3 separate regions of the Sus scrofa genome follow, and regions 2 and 3 are each linked to region 1. The links are chromatin contacts, called in public HiChIP or PLAC-seq maps. All regions are on one chromosome and are shown on one strand. Each heading gives the region's core, a stretch centred on a gene start, on an enhancer-like site or on the middle of the called end of the contact. The rest is flanking DNA. Distances are from core to core; before and after follow the strand shown.

The links. HiChIP or PLAC-seq counts read pairs in DNA pulled down with a chosen protein or histone mark.
Region 2: a contact with region 1 is called in an H3K27ac HiChIP or PLAC-seq map of skeletal muscle. The contact joins the promoter of TNRC6B here to the enhancer-like site in region 1. A contact is called at or near these places in 3 of 5 promoter capture datasets (fetal liver, fetal skeletal muscle and liver), 14 of 47 Hi-C or Micro-C datasets (alveolar macrophages, brain, embryonic fibroblasts and 6 more) and 2 of 2 datasets of contacts at active chromatin or transcription factors (alveolar macrophages and skeletal muscle).
Region 3: an H3K27ac HiChIP or PLAC-seq map of skeletal muscle shows a contact between it and region 1. The contact joins two enhancer-like sites. A contact is called at or near these places in 4 of 47 Hi-C or Micro-C datasets (embryonic fibroblasts, liver and skeletal muscle) and 2 of 2 datasets of contacts at active chromatin or transcription factors (alveolar macrophages and skeletal muscle).

The regions. Positions count from the first base shown.
Region 1 is chr5:8,199,155-8,201,780 of Sscrofa11.1, forward strand. The region is part of intron 4 of TNRC6B (trinucleotide repeat-containing gene 6B protein); the gene reads right to left. Among named protein-coding and RNA genes, the nearest start is that of MIR7134, 39 kb to the left of the region's middle. Within about 2 kb of position 1,342, at least 68 of the 83 cell types and tissues checked have an H3K27ac peak or open chromatin away from gene starts, as enhancers often do. A contact at or near this core is called in alveolar macrophages, brain, embryonic fibroblasts and 5 more, where this site is marked.
Region 2 is chr5:8,309,735-8,312,360 of Sscrofa11.1, forward strand. It overlaps TNRC6B (trinucleotide repeat-containing gene 6B protein), which reads right to left and starts at 1,330. Exons shown (of 26, transcript XM_021092847.1): 1 at 1,304-1,330. The coding sequence starts at 1,315. LOC102162756 (a long non-coding RNA gene) reads left to right here and starts at 2,231. Exons shown (of 2, transcript XR_001305237.2): 1 at 2,231-2,457.
Region 3 is chr5:8,267,372-8,269,997 of Sscrofa11.1, forward strand. All of the region lies in intron 1 of TNRC6B (trinucleotide repeat-containing gene 6B protein), which reads right to left. Among named protein-coding and RNA genes, the nearest start is that of TNRC6B, 42 kb to the right of the region's middle. Within about 2 kb of position 1,325, at least 3 of the 83 cell types and tissues checked have an H3K27ac peak or open chromatin away from gene starts, as enhancers often do. A contact at or near this core is called in skeletal muscle, where this site is marked.

The DNA.
Region 1 (2,626 bases), core at 92-2,591:
TTCTTCCCTCCCTGTTCCCAGGCTTTCTAGAATCCTGCACTAGGAGTAATGGAATTTAACTTCAGGGCACTGCACAGTTTCGGGGGTAACCAACCTCCATATACAGACAGCTACTTATTTGTGTGACCCAAAATGATCACCTCACAATGGGTACGTGGCTAAAACCGGCAACTACACACACAGATGCTGATTTGCGCTGAAAAGCCCAGTTCATCCGTATAAAATCAAACAGAAACTGTGATCTTTGAGAAACGAAGACGACCAATCCGCGGGGAGAAACTGATAGAGAAATAACTCCTAATCGGGGTGAAGAGCTGTTCAGATCTTAAAACACCATGTTTACACCAGAGTCCTACCATTTGGTTCAAACCACGATCAAAATAAAAGCGCATCTGGCTGCACATTTGAGAACACACACAGAGACCCGGTGCCAGTGAGCGCGCGCGGTGAGAGGGGTGATCCACACATTGCTTGGGAGGTTTTCACGCAGGGGAATCTACAAACCCCAAACCTCCTGGTGTTCACTCGCCCCCAGCCTGATGTTTAAAACGTATCAAGTCTTATTTTAGGTTTTACATCTTTCTAAGAAGGATGGCCTAGCTTTAAAATTTTTTTTTAAAAAAAAGGGGAAAAAAAAAAGAAAAAGGCTGTCCCATGGTGGTGCTTGCCCTCCCAGATCCTTTGTCGGCCTTAGCAGCCGAAAGAATGCAAACCCATTTATATTTATGCAAATTTTTGCAGCAGATTTAAGGGGGCAGGGAGAGGTCTGTGTATTTTAAAAAAACCTCTTTCTAAATATCAAATTTCCAATTACTCGCAGCTTCGTTTGTTTGCCAGACAGAAACGATGATGAAAATCTGCATATAAATTAAAAGTGCAATTAAATCGCTTCGAAATCAAATATTTTACCAAGGCTTTTCCATTTCTAAAATGCCGAACCAAAAGTACATCACGGATCTGATTTACACAGATTCACGAAATGTCTGAAGCCAGTCTCCATGCTAGACAAATGTCGATTTGCAACACCACTAGTGAAAACGGTTAGACAAGATCCATATAAATCAATTGGTTTTAAAAAATTGAAAATATTTACCAACCTCATAAAGTGCAGCAGTGCTTAAATCCAGCAAATTGAGGCATACAAGGTAGAAATGGAAATGAAAAAAGGTCCAAAAAATGATTTCTTTTTGTCTATCTGTTTTTTTGTATTTTAAATATTCAGAAACCAGCAGAGACTCTGTCGGCCATTTTGGCTTGAACTAACTCTCACACTCACTCTCCCTCTTGCTCTCTCTCTCCCCCTCTGTCTCTAAAGGAAGCAGCTTTTTGTGACCTTCAAATAGAGGCGGATCATGTGACTTGGGTTAGGTTTGTCAATCAGGAAAGGGGAGGGAGCTGGGGAAATGAAGCTGCCTTAAAGGGAAAGCGGCCCTTTTCCACTCACTTTCATTTCTGAAATGCTGTTATCTCATACTCTCCACCTACACACGCGGAATGTGAAAGTGGCAACAGCATAAGGGTAACAGATGAACAAAATATAAAAACCTTTATTGGTTTATAGAAATATGCTCAGTTGCTAACGATTCTTGCAGATCCTGGAGCTTGGCTTGCCACAGTTACTCTCTGGATGTTTGGGCAAGCACAGGCTGGCAAACTGCTCTTTCAAGGGGGGCTTAAACAACACCTTACCCAAACAAGACTTTCATCTTTAAAGATTAGGGTGAAATATAGGGCACGACTGATCTCTAACAAGCACCTAAAACGCACAGGAAAAGACTGAAAGGAAATATACCAAAGTATAAACTGTGAATGCCAGCTCAGAGAGGTTAAGCAACATATCCCAAATCACACAGCTAGAGAGCTGCAGAACAGTGACTGGTTTCCCATTTGAACTCCACATGGACCTTTTGGGGGCGTGTGTGTTTGATATCTCCTTCACCTGCCCCAAATAAAAGCTAAGCTGCAACACAGCAAACTGGCAGGTCTGAGTCACCTCTAATCTCCTCCCCCATGTGAGGAATAGCTCAGCTGCTGACCTGGAGTAAACACGAAATTGAAAACCTACCTGGCATCCCCCATGCCCAAGTCCCTTCTCACTCAGTGCATCTTGCTTTCTACCCACCAAAGAAAAGCACGCTGGGTTTGCATCTCTAATCTCCAGGGGTGAAAAGGCTGTGTAACCTCTTTTTTTTTTTTTTTTTCTTTTTTTTTAGGGCCGCACCCGTGGCAAATAGAAGTTCCCACGCTAGAGGTGGAATCAGAGCTACAGCTGCCAGCCTATACCACAGCACACAGCAACGCTGAATCCAATCAGCATCTGTGGCCTACACCACAGCTCACGGCAACACAGGATCCTTAACCCACTGAGTGAGGCCAGGGATCGAACCCGCAATCTCATGGATCCTAGTTGGGTTCGTTAACTGCTGAGCCACAAAGGGAACTCCAAGACTGTGTAACCTCAGTTAGGCTTCGGTTTTCCCATCTGTGCAATGTAAGGACTGGACATCGCTGGGTGATATCTCTGGTTCCTTTCAGCTCTAAAACTGTATTCAGCTTCTTTCTTTGAGCAGTTTTGTTTCATCTTACCCTTGCCATCTCAGAAACCTTACCCTGGGAAAGCTTTTCC
Region 2 (2,626 bases), core at 80-2,579, 110 kb after region 1:
AAAGCCATCATTATCATCATCACTGCATCCCACGTGAAACAAGCCGGTCTGATTTGTACTCCGGATTCTAGCCTTAGCGTAGCAACCTACTACATTCACATCTCCACTACCTACCTACAAGGATACTGCACACTGTAGAGGTGCCAAGGTGCTGTAAGTTCTGCTTTTTAACAGACATTTACATAACATCACCAAAAGAATAAACAAAGTTTCAAAGCCAAGATGCTTCTCCAAATCAATAGGAAACTATCATTCTACTGAAATTCCCTGCAAGTAAGAAGTAAATAGCTTCTATTGTTAAACTTTCACAAAATACAAGATATGAGGTATCAAAACATTTGTTTGCTTAACTGCTGGGGGGGGGCAAAATTAATGACATTTTATTCACTTACTATGGAGAAACATCTCTGGCCAATTCTGTTGTATGATGCTGCTTATACTGCAATACAAAGGAGCAACTTGAAATTCACCTTATCTCTCACTCAATCTCTAGCGCAGATGCTAAAAAGTAATAAAACAGCCAAAAGATACAAAGATACATGAGAAAGCAAGGAGCCTGAAAAGACCCAGATAGTATTCTGTGCTCAAAGATATGAGGATAGGTTGGTCCTTAAAGTGCCCGACTAGAGGCTACTGGCTGTCTTCAGCCTCTACAGTGTATTTAAGCCCACTGTGGAAACCGGCTAGTTTGAAGCCACAGGGCGCAGGACCAGGGGACAGCAGAAAACACCTCGGGCTGAACGTCCTCTGCCAGTCCCCTCCTTTCCCCGTGGAGAGTGAATCGCCTCTGGAAGGTGGCCACACTCAGGGCTCTGGGGTGAGGGATGGGGGCGGGATCCCCCGGTCCGGGATGAGCAGGGGAACGCATTCGCTCCGTCACGCAGGTCTTGCACACAGGTGGGGACCGAGAGGCTGAGGCCTGCCGCCTCCCTCTGCCACTGCCTGGCAGGGGCCCCGACGCGCCTCCGCGGGCCTCGGCTCTTTGCCACTACCGGGACCCCTCCCCGCCCCGAGGTCCCCCGGCGACGAGAAGCGAACTCGATCGACCAGCCCACCCGGAAGCCCTCCCCCAGCTCACACCTGCCGGCGCGTGACGCCCAGAGCCGCGCGTGCGCGCCCGCCCGGCCCTTCCATTCCCAGCGCCCCTTCCCCGCGCGCGGACGTCGACCGCGTCCCTCCCCGCCCTGGGGTCAAACCCACCAGACGCCCGCCCCACGGAGCGCGCGCCCAACGCCGCCGCCCCCGCCTGCCCCGCGCGCGCGCTCACGCCCCTCCCGGCCCTCTCCCCGCCGCGCGCGCTCACTCGCGAGGACATGCACACGCTGCGCCTCAGCTTGACAGGCCGGCCCCGCGCGGCGCGCTCCCGCGGGCGTCCTCACCCACCCGGCCGCCCGACTCTGACTGGGCGGTGAGCGGGGGAGGGGAAGGACAGCAGTGGCCGTCGGTCCTCACTCACCGCCGAGCCGTGCCCGCTCCGAGTGCGCGGCGTTCCGCTGTGAGGCGATGCGCTGCGAGGCGCGCGGTCCCCGCTTCTCCGCAGGCTATGGAGGCGACGTAGTAGGGAGACTGAGGGGCTCGGGGGGGAGTCACTCCCTCCCGCTTCACCTCCGAGAAACACGGGGACCCCAGAAACTAAAAACAAAATAAACAAACTTTCCCCTCCGCCTCCCTCCCCCAAAACCACAACACAAACACTCGGGGGCCCGCCCAGAGCCCCATTCCATTGGCCGCAGGAAGGATGCTGCCGGCCGTCACTGGCTGCCTTCTATGCCCGTCAAGCTGCTGTTCCGCCCCTCCAATTCCTCGCCGCTGCCGTCGCCCCTCATTGGTTAAGTGCGTTCCGTTTGACGAGCTAGGATTGGCTACGCTGCCTGCGCCAATCATTAGGGGACACACCCCCTCAGCATCCCAGAGGCCGCTTCCTCCGTTGCGGACTGGGAGAGGCGAAGGGGAAACTAGAGCATGATGGCGGCCGAGCTCACTTGGCGCAACCATCGCCTTTTTTCTTTTATTTGCTCATTAGTGCCTCGGCCTCGCGCTGTTTCCCCTAAGGTCCTCTCTCTATCCACTACTGCCTAATAACGGAATCTATACGTCCCGGCTCCTTGATTTATCCCCTCCGAAGTGCTGAGTGTGGGCTGGTTGTACGTCATTGGACTGTTGGAATGTCACTCCCTGGTCAAATCCTCAAACTATTGGTGGGACGGCAAGAGAGCCCGTCCAACAACAAGAGCTAGTGCCATTGGTTTGTCTCCACCGAGTTCTTTCCTGGTACCTTATTGGGCTAAAAGGCGCGTCGGTCAGATCTGGATTCGTTTTGCTACGGTTGTTTGCTAGGGAGTTTAGATGACTCTGGTCGTTTGGCCTGTAGTTGACTGTAATAACGACTGCTATTTATTGCGTGCCTACTTTGTGCCAACTATGCAGAGATCTTTACAGGGACTATTGGTTAAACCCGTGAGTTTTATATTCTAAATTTTACCGATAGGAAACCAGGGCTCCAGAGCGGCTGGGATATTTGCCCAAGGTCACCTAGGTGGGAAGTAGTAGACCGGCATTTGGTCCCAGGTCTGTTTGACTCCATTGCCTTAGCTCTTTTCGCTTTTAGTGCCTTTACCTTAGCCTA
Region 3 (2,626 bases), core at 75-2,574, 68 kb after region 1:
AAAGAGGACCTTTTGTAAATGCTACATACATTCTGATTAGCATCTATTAAAAAGTTAGACATGGTCAGGCACATACAGCCTTCACCACTGAGAGGAACCTGAACTCCTCCAAGAAACAGCGGATTCAGATTTGGGGCAGAAAATGCACAAAGGAAGTCCTGGACATCCTGAGTATCAAAAAGGAAGGGTGCCACCTACAAAAAATCTTCAGAGGTCAATCTGAAGAGGATCCTCCCACTAGTTAGGAATGGGGCATCAGAAGCATCAATAAAAATAAGCGCTGCAATGGACCCACATGCATCAAACATGCTAAAGAGCCATGAGTTCATAACACTAAAACCTCATAATAACAACAATAGAAAACCCCACCGGTCTCCTTTGGATGATGCTAGGGAACCAACTTACTGTTTTGAAAACTGGTAAGGAAAGGGGAAAGAATCAAGCATTTAACCTGCCCTTCCAGAGTGATGTGAACCTCAGATTAACCAGAGTCATATGGGGAAGGCTGTCTAGCTAATTAAGGAAGAAACACGACAGAATTAGAAGATCCCCATTTCGCAACATAAATTAACACAGCGAGGCACTGATCTCCAACACCTGTTAACGTCACTGTAAGATGAGGCAACTGCTGTCTACGCCTCCTAATGGAAGTGGACACCACCTCATGTAAAGTATTCTTGCCAAAGGAGAAGAACCTGGGCTGGATCAAGCCTCTAGTTGTAACTACCAGTTTGCAAGAAACAGAAGCTAGAGGAACATGTTAAACACACCATGGGGATGCAATTAGCAAAAACCAGGTGAGAAACTAATAGAAAGCCAAGTTTATTTTTTAGGTAAGTTGAGAGGAAGGAGAGAGGGAACCCTACAAATAAAAAAAAAAAAGAGGAAATATATTAATTGTATTAATTAACATATTAATCAAACATATTAACCAAGTACACTGGTCCTTGTCTGGATCCTGAAACAAATCAAATTTACAAAATCAGGGGAAACGTGAACACTGATTTTTTGGTGTGATACTAAGGCATTCTTATTTTTTAGATGTGATAACTGTATTATGCTTAAAAAAAAAAAAGAGTCCTTAGCTTTTAGAGACAGATATCAGAATATTAATGAATGAAAGATATGTGAGGCCATAGCCTCTGGAGGTCTGTCTAGGGCTGGAAGCTCTCCTTCCACCATGGCCCCCTCCCATGGTGGCTGTCAGCTGGAGGCCTCAGTGCCTCAAGCTCACCACGTGAACCCTTCCACAGGCTAGTGTAATGTCCTCACAACATGGCAGGCTGCCTTCCTTCAGCTGAGTGGTCTAAGAGAGACACCAGGAGCTGCGTGTCTTATGACCTAGCGCTGGAAACTCACACCACGAGGGCTTCAACAGCTCACTGGTCACACAGGTTGGCCCCACTCAATGAGGGAGAGGATTACACAAAGGCCTGCCAACGAGAGGGTCCTTAGGGAGGTGGGCTACCACAGTATGGCGCAGAAGCTCCTGACCGGGACTTTCAAAACCCTTCACCCTCCTACGCCCCTCCAACCTCATTTCATTTCATTTCACTTCACCCTTTCTTGGTTGAATAGGCTCCGGCTTACTGGCCTTCCTTCTGTTCTTCAGAGGTAAAGAGTTTGTACCCAGTTTACAACCTTTGTACTAGTTGTTCCCTCTGCCAGGATTATTCTCTCTGCCCATCATCTGATCATTCCGATTTGACCATAAATGTCACCTCCTCAGAGAGGCCTTCCCTGGCCTCTCAGTCTGAAGAAGCTGTCTATCCCCTTTCTATCCCAGAGTCTAATTTTAATTATTTGCACAACACTTACCACTGTCAGATTTTTTTTTTTTTTAATGGCCACACCCACGGCATGTGGAAGTTCCCAGGCCAGGGACTGAATCCAAGTCACAGCTACAGCTGTGGCAATGCTAGATCCTTTAACCCACTGTGCCAGGCAGGAGAGCGAACCTGGACTTCTGCAGGGACTCAAGCCACTGCAGTCAGATCCTTAACCCACTGCGCCACAGCGGGAATTCCACTATCTGATATTTTGGCATATCTGGCTCAGTGTTAAACTCTCCAGCACACTTGGTGATCTCACTCAACATAACGTCAGCATCCAAATGGGTAGCCCAGGCAAACACCCTGCCTCTCAGTTCTGAAAACCCCTCCGCTTCAAGGACCTTCTCCTTCCCTTGGCCTCAGCCACATCCTCCATCACACCAAACTCCATCCACTACCTGATCCCTCCAGTTCACTTGCTCAAGTGCCCCCATGAAAACGACTTTTCAGTTGCTGTGAGACTTTCGATTCCTTGACCCTATCTTCCCTCTCTCAACCTTTTCTCTTTATCTAGCTTAGATTTCAGTGTGTGTGTGTGTGTGTGTATGAACTTCCATATACCATGTGTGTGGCCCCCCAGTATACATATATTTTATAAAAAATATATAATATACATTTAATTTCATATACAACATACATGAATATATATAAGATATATATGTGTGTGTGTGTGTGTGTGTATTTTTTTTTTTTAGGGCCACACACACTGCATATGGAAGTTCCTAGGCTAGGGGTCAAATCGGAGCTGTAGCTGCTGGCCTACGCCATGGCCAAGCAATGCCAGATCAAAGCCT